2 separate regions of the Sus scrofa genome follow, and region 1 is linked to region 2. The links are chromatin contacts, called in public promoter capture Hi-C maps. All regions are on one chromosome and are shown on one strand. Each heading gives the region's core, a stretch centred on a gene start, on an enhancer-like site or on the middle of the called end of the contact. The rest is flanking DNA. Distances are from core to core; before and after follow the strand shown.

The links. Promoter capture Hi-C pulls out the DNA fragments that hold promoters and counts their contacts.
Region 1: a promoter capture Hi-C map of liver shows a contact between it and region 2, with 8 times the contacts expected there. The contact joins the enhancer-like site here to the promoter of CASP10 in region 2. A contact is called at or near these places in 2 of 5 promoter capture datasets (fetal liver and liver), 15 of 47 Hi-C or Micro-C datasets (alveolar macrophages, embryonic fibroblasts, epiblast stem cells and 6 more) and 2 of 2 datasets of contacts at active chromatin or transcription factors (alveolar macrophages and skeletal muscle).

The regions. Positions count from the first base shown.
Region 1 is chr15:104,898,503-104,904,515 of Sscrofa11.1, reverse strand. No RefSeq gene overlaps it. Among named protein-coding and RNA genes, the nearest start is that of CASP8, 25 kb to the left of the region's middle. Within about 2 kb of position 2,080, at least 47 of the 83 cell types and tissues checked have an H3K27ac peak or open chromatin away from gene starts, as enhancers often do. A contact at or near this core is called in alveolar macrophages, fetal liver, liver and 3 more, where this site is marked.
Region 2 is chr15:104,853,767-104,859,661 of Sscrofa11.1, reverse strand. CASP10 (caspase 10) reads right to left here and starts at 1,561. Exons shown (of 12, transcript NM_001161640.1): 1 at 1,402-1,561.

The DNA.
Region 1 (6,013 bases), core at 831-3,330, 44 kb before region 2:
TGTTCCTAACCTTCGATCAGGCCACTCCCTCCAGAAACCCTCTCCTGCTCCTGCTCCTGGCAATGCCTGCCCATCTCCTGGGTCACTTGTTTCTTACTGCTTGGCATGGGGAGTTGTTCCTTATTAGTTTTACTTCTTTGAAAAATAAAACACCTCCCCTCAAAAAAAAAAAAAAAAATCCGGAGTTCCCGTCGTGGCGCAGTGGTTAACGAATCCGACTAGGAACCATGAGGTTGCGGGTTTGATCCCTGCCCTTGCTCAGTGGGTTAACGATCCGGCGTTGCCGTGAGCTGTGGTGTAGGTTGCAGACGCGGCTCGGATCCTGCATTGCTGTGGCTGTGGTGTGGCCGGTGGCTACAGCTCTGATTCAACCCCTAGCCTGGGAACCTCCATATGCCTCGGGAGCGGCCCAAGAAATAGCAACAACAACAACAACAAAAAAGACAAAAAAAAAAAAAAAAAAATCCCATCCACAGATACAAAAAAAAAAAAAAAAAAGCAGTCGTTTTATCACTGTATTTATTTATTTAAAGCATTGATTAAAAAGTAGAAACTTCTCTATGGCCTCTTTGGTGTCAACTTGAGAGGTCATCACAGTTAATACCTTTATTCTTTCCGTCTTTTTTCAGTGCACGTAAAGCCATTGTGACTCTTGCTCTGCCACTTGCTGGCTGTGTGCCCTTGGGCACGTTATTTAACAGCTTGGTGCTTTAGTTTCCTTATTCAGAGAGTAGAGACTGTAACACCTCCTGCAGTTGAGGGTTACTATCGAAAACGAAACACCTCTGACTCGAACCCAGCGAAAACCCAGATTGGGACTTGAACCCACAGTGTTTTTCAATTAGAATCACTCATCTGGTGTCTGGACTTACTAAAGCTCAGGTTCTTGGTGTCCCCGCCCAGAAGGAACTCAGCCAGAGACCACGTGAGAGGCAAGAAATAGATTTATTAAGATAGGATGTTTGTGAGAGATACCAGCAGGCAGCTGAGGAGACTCTGGCCCAAGAATTAGGTGGCTATATTTCTATCAGGGAAGGAAAGTGGGGAAGGGGAAAAGACTGCCTTCTTCCTCGTTCTTGGAGTAGATGTCCTGCTTACATCTTTATCTCCTCCTTTGTACTGGTGGAGAGAGCATTTGACCCTATCAGGTCAAACTAGGACCTCCACGGTGCTTATTCAAATCAACAGAAGGGTGGTAACATAAGCTAAAATATGTTGAATCATCTAAGGTTTCCATATAAGGAGGGTCTCCTACTCTGGAATATCATCTTTCCCTTAAATTCCTGTCTTGGGTCCTAAGGATCATTATCCTGCTGAACTTGAATGCAGGCCTCATTTTATCTTTCACTTAATGACCTGAGGCATCGCTCATATTTTCACTTATTTTGTTTTGTTTTGCTTTGTTGTTTTCTCATTTTATTATAAATGTGCTAGTTTTTTTTTTCTTTTTTTTTTTTTCTTGAGGTCTGTTGCGGAGGGGAGGGGGGTGGGCAACGTAGGGATAGAGGAGTAAGAGATACAAACTATTGGGTATAAAATAAGCTACAAGGATGTATTTCATATTTTTACCTATGAGTTTATCGTTAAGCAAGGCTGCTTCATTCCATGACATTCTGATGGCTTTCTCAAGCGAGTATTAACTTACAGTGGTCTCTCCAAAGTTCCCTAGGTTTCCCTCTCAATCTATGGTTCCCTAAAGGAATTTCTACAACTACTTGTGTAACCATCCTACTCTATCCCTATCACTACGACAATCAAATACTTGCGAAATATTTACAACAGCTCCCGGCACACACAGAGTAAATATATAACAAGTGTAAGCAAATATTATAACATCTCTGCACATATTATGTTACATATACAATTTGAGTGCAAAAGCAGGATCCAAATACTGTGCCAGAATCGATCAAGGTATTGCCTCCCAGCTCAAATCCACTGTTCTGAGTCCTGCTTGGTGATACTGTAACTAAACCTAGAAAACACCTCCTGTGCCCACTGGCACAATTTTGGATTTTGCAGGTAGAGGGCGCTGAAGGGACAGGCAAGCAAGAGCCCGGAGCATTCTCTTCCTGGTTTGTTTAGGCGGCACCTCTCCCTGCCTTCCGCCAGGCACGGAAGACACCGTGGTGCCCACTCGAGCACCGTGTCAGCACCCAGTGAGCAGCCCCTTGTTCATCGGCCCCGCTTGCCAACCGCAGACAAGCTCTGCCCCCCTACACACACACACACACACACACACACACACACACACACACACCCTATGCACGCGCGCGCGCGCGCGCGCACACACACACACACACACACACACACACACCCCCCATGCTCACCCCACCTCCAGGGAACTTCTTTATATTGTCAGTGGTCGCAGCAACAGCTTCAACCAGTTCTGAGTCACAACCTTAAGAGCAAGAGGAGTCTTCCAGATTCTTCCTTCCCTGATTCTCCCTCAGCCCTGGAGAACTTTAACCTTGAGTAATTAACCTTCTTTTGCTAATTAATCATTCGTATTAAGTTTTCCCTTTCAAATTAAATGACAGGTACGGTTTCCATCTCTGACTGATCCCTAATTGAATATATATATTATAGCCTGCCTTTTTTTTTTTTTTTAACTGCTCAAGGTAGTAGAATGGGCATCATTCCAGGTCTGTAATATAATCTCAATTAATTCTTGTAATTTATGCCCACTATACCCGTGCATACTTGTGCAGTTTACTTAGCCACTCCTCTATGTAAGGAATAGTTTCCAGTTTGGGTAGTTTGGGGGTAGGTTCCAGTCACTGTGTGGTACTGAACATGTGTTTGTGAACATGATTATTTCTGGGGAAAAATTCTAGAAGAATGAATTCATCTGTCATAGAATTGTGTAATTAAATATTTGAGAGATGTGGTAAAATTTCTTTTCCTAAACCAATTTATATTTCCAACAATAGCCCATAAAAGGGCCCATTTCACCACATCCTTTCCAATCTTTTTTTCATTAACTTGTATTAATCTGAGCAGTTTTGGTTTGTTTATGCTATTACTAAGATTTTAAAGTTCCATAACTTCAATATTCATTTTTATTTCCTCTATGAAATACTGGTTCACATCCTTTATTCATTTTGCAGTCGAATTTTTTTCATGATAATGATGCACGTGCATTTTTAATCACAAAAAAGAAAATATTGCTAAAATATTTCATTCGTACATCAAATCTGTAAATAGAATTTTAACTGCAACATAAAACTATTGACTTAGCTGTAGCTAACTTAGAACTTACGATCATGGAGAGTGAGGTTAACAAAAGTACGTTTTTGTTTAGTAAATCTTTCTTTTTTTTTTGGCTTTTCTAGGGCTGCTTCCCGCGGCATATGGAGGTTCCCAGGCTAGGGGTCGAATCAGAGCTGTAGCCACCGGCCAACACCAGAGCCACAGCAATGCAGGATCCGAGCCGAGTCTGTGACCTACACCACAGCTCACGGCAATGCCGGATCCTTAACCCACTGAGCAAGGCCAGGGATCAAACCCGCAACCTCATGGTTTCTAGTCGGATTCGTTAACCACTGAGCCACGATGGGAACTCCTGTTTAGTAAATCTTTCTTATCCCAATCCCGTAGATTGGCAAGATTCCAACTTTTCATCGCGTGCAATTGAGCTTTTTGTTTCTTTCTGATTCATAGAAATTTCTCCTCAGTTCATTCCTAAAAGTGAGTTTCATTTCACAAATTTTCGTAGAGACCTTCATCCTTAGTCACTTACAGAGCAAATATTTCCTCTTCATTTATTGCCTGTCTCTTTTATTGGGGTAAAATATACGTGACATAAAATTTACCATTTAAACCATTTTAAAATGTACAGGTCGATGGCAGTAAGTACCTGAACACTGTTGTGCAACCATCACTACCGTCTATCTCCAGACTTTTTCATCTCCCCACACTTCATTGCCTATCTTTTTGCAAATTGAAGTCAGTTGATTTACAATGTTGTGTTCATTTCAGGAGTACAGCAAAATGATTCAGACACACACACACACACACACACACACACACACACACGCAATGGAATAGTCAGTCCTGCGAAGGACCATGGAGACCTATAAGTTCTGATATAGAATAGCCTCCAAGAGGCATTCCCATGGCAGCTCAGTGGTCAACGAATCTGACTAGGAACCATGAGGTTGTGCGTTCAATCCCTGGCCTGGCTCAGTGGGTTAAGGATCTCGTGTTGCTGTGAGCTGTGGTGTAGGTCACAGACACAGCTGGATCTAGTGTTGCTGTGGCTGTGGCGTAGGCCAGCAGCTGTAGCTCTGATTAGACCCCTAGCCTGGAGCGGCCCTAGGGGAAAAATTAAAAAAAGAACAGCCTCCAAGATATGTTAACTTTGAAATGTGAAGTGTGGAACAATCTGCTAACATTTGGGAATGGGGTAAATGAGGCAAGGACACAGATACATATATGTTTCTATAAGAATAAAACATCTCTGGAAGAATATTTAAAACATTGGAAATAATAATTATCCCTATGGAAGGAATGGGGGGCTTGTGGGACAGGAGTTAATGTGAAACTTACTTTTCCCCGTGTATCCTTTTGTAGTGTTTGAATTGTTTACCACCTCTTTGTATTGTATTTTCCAAATAAAGAAACTAGGAATTTTTCAATGCTGTTTATGATGAAAGGAAGGAGACAAGTACATTTACACATGGAACCAAAAGAAACAATAAGAGAGAGAGTAGAAGACTGGTAAACTGAGAATGCTAAATTCAAAATGGTTCCAGAGTTCCCGTCATGGCTCAATGGTTAATGAACCCGACTAGGAACCATGAGGTTGTGGGTTCGATCCCTGGCCTTGCTCAGTGGGTTAAGGATCCAGTGTTGCCATGAGCTTTGGTGTAGGTTGCAACTTGGATCCCACGTAGTTGTGGCTGTGGTGTAGACCGGCAGCTGTAGCTGTGATTCAACCCCTAGCCTGGGAACCTCCATATGCTGCAAGTGCGGCCCTAAAAAGACAAAAAGACAAAAAAAAAAAAAAAAGTTTCCAAAATTAAAACGTGGTGAAGTTCCCGATGCGGCGCAGTGGGGGTTAATGATCCAGCTTGTCTCTGTGGAGGCTTCGGTTCCATCCCCAGCCCAGCACCATGGGTTAAGGATCTGGCGTTGCTGCAGCTGTGGCATAGGTCACAGCTCCGGCTCGGATTGGATCCTTGGCCCAGGAACTTCCATGTGGCTCGGTACAGCCAAAAAAGGGGGGGGGGGAGGAAAAGGTGGTGCTTGCTTCAAGGCCAGGCTGAGGTCTTGCTTCAGGGCACTGTGGATTGCAGGTACCACAGACGGACAGCTTGCCTCTGGACAGGACTGTGAAATACTGCTCTGCCTATGCAGCATGGGGGTCAGGCATCAGAGCCTGGGAGGTGGGGTTGTTGAGATTTGAGAGCCTGCTCGGTGTTCTCTTCCTGCCACTGAATTACTTTTATCGTCTTTCCCAGAAACTGTAATTTCCTGCTATACACAAAGAGCAAAAAAGGGGGAGTCTGGCTGAAGGGATTTGTCACCTGCAGGGATCACAGACCTAAGTTGCCGGTGCCTGAGCCTGAGGAGGAGGTCGGACCAGCCCAACTCTTCTACAGGCAGCTGTGCTTCTGATTACTGGCAGAATGAATCACGTTGCTTCTAAAAACAGAACTGCCTGTGAAAACACAATCTTTAACCGGGGCCAAGTCCATTTCTCACAAGCATGAAACTGTTGATAAAACTGGCTTGTATGTGTAGGACCGGGTCACTATGCTGTATGGCAGGAACTGGCACAACATCGGAAAATCACCTACACTCTAATAAAAATTAAAAAACAAAACAAAACAAAACAAAAAAACTGGCTTGTCCTAGACATTTCAGGGTGATAACTCAAGCAGAGCCCAGGCTCCCACCTCCAGGAACCGGGCTGGTATGCAAATTACCCTCTGTTGGCCCGCCCTCTGTCCCTCAGGGAATATTTGCACAACTGCAGTGCACTTGGAATTCTGGACTTGGAGGTCAACTA
Region 2 (5,895 bases), core at 312-2,811:
TGACCCCAACCCTGGCCTGTAGGTGGTCTGAAAGAGAGCTTTTACTGGAACTCAAGTGACCCTGAGTTCTCCCAAATCAAAATGTCCTGAGTGGAAAGTAGTCACAAGAAAGGGAGCTCTTAATTCATTCCCACCCACCTGCAGAAAGAGCAGTGTTACGTTTGAGAAACAAAGTAATCTGGAGGGGTTTACTTCCAGAAATGTCTACCAACCCAAGGCCAACAGGATAACATTACCACCATAACAGGGCAAGGCTTTACTGATTTCACAGAAAGAAAAGCTAGAATCCTAGACCCTAGAAAGAGTGAGTGGTTTCAGACAACAGACTAGGCAGGAAGTCACAAACTAACCCGCCTGACCGGTTCATAAACTTATGGTCTTTCTACATGAAATTTCATTCTAATCAGAGGAACGATAAATTGCAAAAAAAAAAAAAAAAAAAAAAAAGAAAATTTCAGTGTAATTACTCATTTTTTGAGGACGTGAAGTGTATGTTCTCTGTACAAGACTAGGCTGTTTAGAAATAAGAAATTACTCTCTAAAGGAAGGAGAACATAGCAAAGACAAAAAACAGGAGTTCCCACTGTGGTGCAGCGGAAACGAATCTAACTCATATCCATGAGGACTTGGGTTCAATCCCTGGTCTCGATCAGTGGGTTAAGGATCTGGCATTGCCGTGAGCTATGGTGTAGGTCACAGAAGCGGCTTAGATCCTGTGTTGCTTCAGCTGTGGTGTAGGCTGACAGCTACAGCTCCGATTCCATCCCGAGCCTGAGAACCTCCATATGCTGTGGGTGCGGCCCTAAAAAGAAAAAAGGAAAAAAAAAAAAAACCCAAAAAACAAACACCCCCCCCCCAAACATCAATAACAAAGAGTGGTTATATGAAGGTGGTATAATTACAGATAATATAAATTTTCTTCTGGGCTCCTGTCTGTTTTCTCAAATTTTACGCAATTATTTCGCTATTACTTTAATTGTTAGAAAAAGAACCCCCCCCATGTCATTTTTAATGTGATCATCCATGGGGTCTTCCTTGCTAATAGCTCTGTCATACTAGAAACCAAATGACTGGATTCTTGGAGACATCTTATTCTACGAGACATCTTAATCTAACATGGTACATTTGTCTCGCAGTTTCCTAAAGATTCTGATCTTTAGCTTTGGTGAGTCTACCCGACTTTGTCTCCATTTATAGACTAGCATATTTCTACCAGAAAAGGGCTATGTTGGAGCCTTCCTGGGGATTTTTAAACTTTCTTTTTTCCTGGGTTGGCTAATAAATCCAGACAGAACAGTGCCGTTGCTGGCAAGCGTGAGTTTTTCCAAGTTTCCGAGACACATAGCGAGGGCAAAGCCTGGAGTTTAAGACCCCAGCAAGAAAAAGGTATTAATTACATACCTTCAGATCAAATTCCACTGATCTTCTGGAGGTTAAAGTTCTCAGGGAAATTTCCTGGAAACACACCTTGAAAACAATTATAATCCTCTGCGTCCTCCACGTTCCAAGGAAGCTCCCATTTGTTCAGGAAGGGAACTCAACTTGGTGCAGCCCAGGCAAGTGAAACTGTCTCTGAGTTTCGGTAACTTATACTTAGCTCCTGCTGACATCATCTTTCAATCACTCTTCTTGCCTCCTCCCCTTTCGTGGGGTTAGGATAATGCTGACAAACGGCGCCTCCTAGAGGCAGATGCAAGACCAACAGATGAATCGGAGGAAATGCACGTTCCAGGAGGAAATGCACGTTGCAGGAGGAAATGCACGTTGCAGGAGGAAATGGAGGAAGTGCACATTCCAGGAGGAATCGGAGGTGCATTTCCAGGACGGGAACTCCCCAAACTAACCTTTAAAATGAAACTCAAAAAGCTCATGAAACAGTAGTCAGCCATCTTAACCCTTTCTCAAATAAGTCTACGTGCGAATAAACAAACAAATTTAAGGCAAAAAAAAAAAAAAAAAAAAGAATAAGGCAAAAATAAAAAGGAGGGGAACTAGACCTAAAAGCCCATTGGGAAGTATTTGCAAGGAACTCAGTTACCAGTAGACGAAACTGGTGAAGGCTCTGCCCTCCTCGCACATTCAACCCGGCAGAAAAAGATTTTACATTGAATAACAAGACACTATATGGAAGTTCCCATTGTGGCTTAGTGGTAACGAGCCTGACTAGTCCATGAGGAGGCAAGTTTGATCCCTGGCCTCTATTAGTGGGTTAAACGATCCAGCGTTGCCATGAGCTATGGTGTACGTCACAGAAGTGGCTCAGGTCTGGTGCTGCTGTGGCAGCGGGATAGGCCGGTGCTGTAGCTCCAATTGGACCCCTAGCCTGGGAACCTCCATATGCCGCAGGTGCGGCCCTAAAAAGCCAATAAATAAATAAACTATATAATAAAAGCAACACCTAACACTTGTATCCCAACTACCATATGCCAGGTAATATTGACTCATTTAAATCATCCCAACAACCCTCTAAAATAAATACTATTTAAAAATAATCATTTCTTGGAAGTTCCCGTCGTGGCTCAGTGGTTAACGAATCCGACTAGGAACCATGAAGTTGCGGGTTCAATCCCTGGCCTTGCTCAGTGGGTTAAGGATCCGGCATTACCATGAGCTGTGGTGTAGGTCGCAGATGCGGCTCAGATCTGGCGTTGCTGTGGCTGTGGTGTAGGCCGGCGGCTACAGCTTCGATTAGACCCCTAGCCTGGGAACCTCCATATGCAGCAGAAGCAGCCCTAGAAAAGGCAAAAAGACCAAAAAAAAACCACAACACTTCTTTCTTTCCTTTTGTCAAGATGTAATATGAAATGCCTTTTCTTCTGTAATTGTGGGAAGGGTAGAATGAATATTCCCAAACTTGTCTAAATTTAAGTAAATTCATTCTGTGGGTCAGAATGTTGCTTTGGAATTTGCCATAAGTTGAATTATACACTCATATTACTTCCACAATGAGGTTGTCTTTGAGGGTTAGAAATGTTTGTTTTGCTTCTTGGTAAACTTCAAAAGTTTGAAGTATAGTATATAATGGATACCCAGTAAATGCTTAACTACCAATAAAATAAAATAAATAGTATGACTATGACCCCTCTTTTAAAACATGAAAATTAAGACACAAAAATGCTTAATATTTTGTACACCGTCACGTGGTGAGCTAGTGGGAGAGCCAAGATTTAAACCAGTATGTTTGGCTTTAAGTCAGTACACCATAATTCAGCTAATTCAAATGCACAGAGCTCTGGAAAGAAGTACATTTATCTCCGAAGGCGGTTCTATGGGTGAAACAAAGAGAAAGATTAATGATACTTTATTAACAAATGTATTAAAGTGTAATTTCCATATCCAAGGCATCAGCTAAAAATGTCTGTGTTTCAGAAAAACAAGCCTGAGTGGCAATGGTTGCACAACAATGTGAGTATATTAGTAGCGCTACTGAAGTGTACTCATGAAAATGGTTAAAATGGGAAATTCATGTTATGCATGTTTTCCCACTATTTTTTTTTGAAAGATAACAATAAGATAGACAAGCTCTACATCTCGATCATCTCTTCATTTATTCTATTATTTATGTTTCATTCCCCAGACCACCTGGGGAGGCAACTTGATGAAATTATCATCCCTCACCCTGTTCATAAACTACATTAGCTTTTTCAACTTTTTTGTTCAGTAATATTAAATATTTATCGAGCTCTTCCTAGGTATAAAGCGCTGAATTGGACACAACTGGAAAGCAAAAGTGAATAAACCAAGGGTCTGCCTTCCATAATAATGAGAATGAATACCATTTCTTGACCTCTTTTTCTCTCCTGAACTCTCTCATGTTAGTGCTATTATCCATATCCAGTAGATGAGGAGATCAAAATTCGGAAAAGAAAATTATCTTGCCATCATCCCAACCCTAGGAAGAGTCGGGAATTCAGGACTGAAACCTAGGTCTCTCTAACTTCAAATCCCATGTTCTCGATCCCAAGGCTATTATTGCCTAGAACTCCATAGGAGGTAATCTAATCCCTGTAACTATTGGGTGGTGCGGTGCTGTAATGGGGTCCGCATAAGTGCTACCGGAGCCCCAAGGAGGATGGAATGAATCCAGATCAGGATGTCTTGGAGGAGGAGGTATCTGAGCTAAGCTATGAAGACAGAAGTAGAATAAAGACATCTGAAGTAAAATTTAAACTTTGATCCTAGTACTGCTTGCACTCAAGGGAAACACTTGAATCATGTTTCAGAGTGGCGACTGTATGCCATCTTGTTTGTATTTGGCATTTTATACTTCTTCCCATCAGAATGCGGTTACTGAGGGCATGCTGATGGTGAGTAGATTGTAGTGGAAAGAATAAACATTTCTTATGCCTCTTTCCTATTGGTTGCAGTCAACTGGCCCACATCAAGGGCCAATCAAAACCTGTCCAACTGGCCCACATCAAGAGCCAATCAAAACCTGTCCAAGTTCACCAACCGCAAAGTAAAAACTCGTGAAGAATGGACGCAAGTGATGGGGAAGATGAGCACACGAGCTAGAAGAGCACTTGATGCCTTCCATCCAAATCCTGGTCCTGAGGTCGCAGGTTCTTTTGATTGGAAACCCCATCCCCAACTTCCAGGATCCCCTCCCTTCCTTATTCCATACTTTGATCCACACACTTCAGACCTTCCCAAAACTACTCTCAATCTGGGTATATGGGGGAGCTAAGCTGTGAAAAGGGGGGCTTTTTGTGATAAGGATCCTAGCAGAGATCCCCACATGGTGGACTGGATGGAAACTATAGCTAAAAAAGTAAAGTATTCATTATTCCACAGACTGATCTATTTTAACATGTTTCTCTCTCTCTTCCTCTCTTTCTAGAGCATGTGGAAGTTCAGGGAATTTGTGCCACAGCAGCAACCCAAGCCACTGCATTGACAACGCCAGATCCTTAACCCTCTGTGCCACAAGAGAACTCCAACCAACATGTCTCTTTTCTTATGAAAAAAGTGGTTAAATAAAGGGTGGGATGGACTGGAAGTTTAGGGTTAGTAGATGCAAACTATTACATTTAGAAGGGATAAGCAATGAGGCCCTGCTATATAGCACAGGAAACTGTATCCAGTTTCTTGGGATGGACCATGATGGAAGATAATGTAAAAAAGAGAATGTGTGTGTGTATCCGAGCTGGGTCTTCGACCTACGCCACAGCTCACGATGGCAACGCTGGATCCCTAACTCACTGAGTAAGGCCAGGGGTCAAACCTTCGGCCTTGTGGATCCTAGCCAGATTCGTTTCCACTGAGCCACGATGGGAACTCCCCCACTGTTTTATCTAAGTGGGTTTGAGGCAAGAAGCCAGGTAATTCTGGGGTAACAAAACCTCAAAGTTCCACAAGATGGTGATATTTCCTAAGAGAGCTCAACAAACTAGCATTAGATTATCTAGGTGATTGTGGAGTAAAAAAAAATTTGGGGGGGTAATGAAACTATTGATTTATTATGTAAATAGGTATGCTGTGTTTTCTTGACACTTTCAAAAATTTTTATTGAAGCATAGTTGGTTGATTTACAATGTTGTGTCAGTTTCAGGTGTACAGCAGAGTGATTTTGGTTATACATACATATATTAAAGGAACAAAATACCAGCATTTTTAGCAACATGGATGGACCTAGAAACTCTCATGCTAAGTGAAGTCAGCCATGCAATGAGACACCCACATCAAATGCTCTCACTGACATGTGGAATCTGAAAAAAGGACAGACTGAACTTCTTTGCAGAACAGATGCTGACTCACAGACATTGAAAACTTATGGTTTCTGAAGGAGACAGTTTGGGGAGTGGGGGGATGTGTGTGGGCTGTGGGGTGGAAATCCTGTGAAATTGGACTGTGATGATCATTATACAACTATAGATGTGATAAATTCATGTGAGC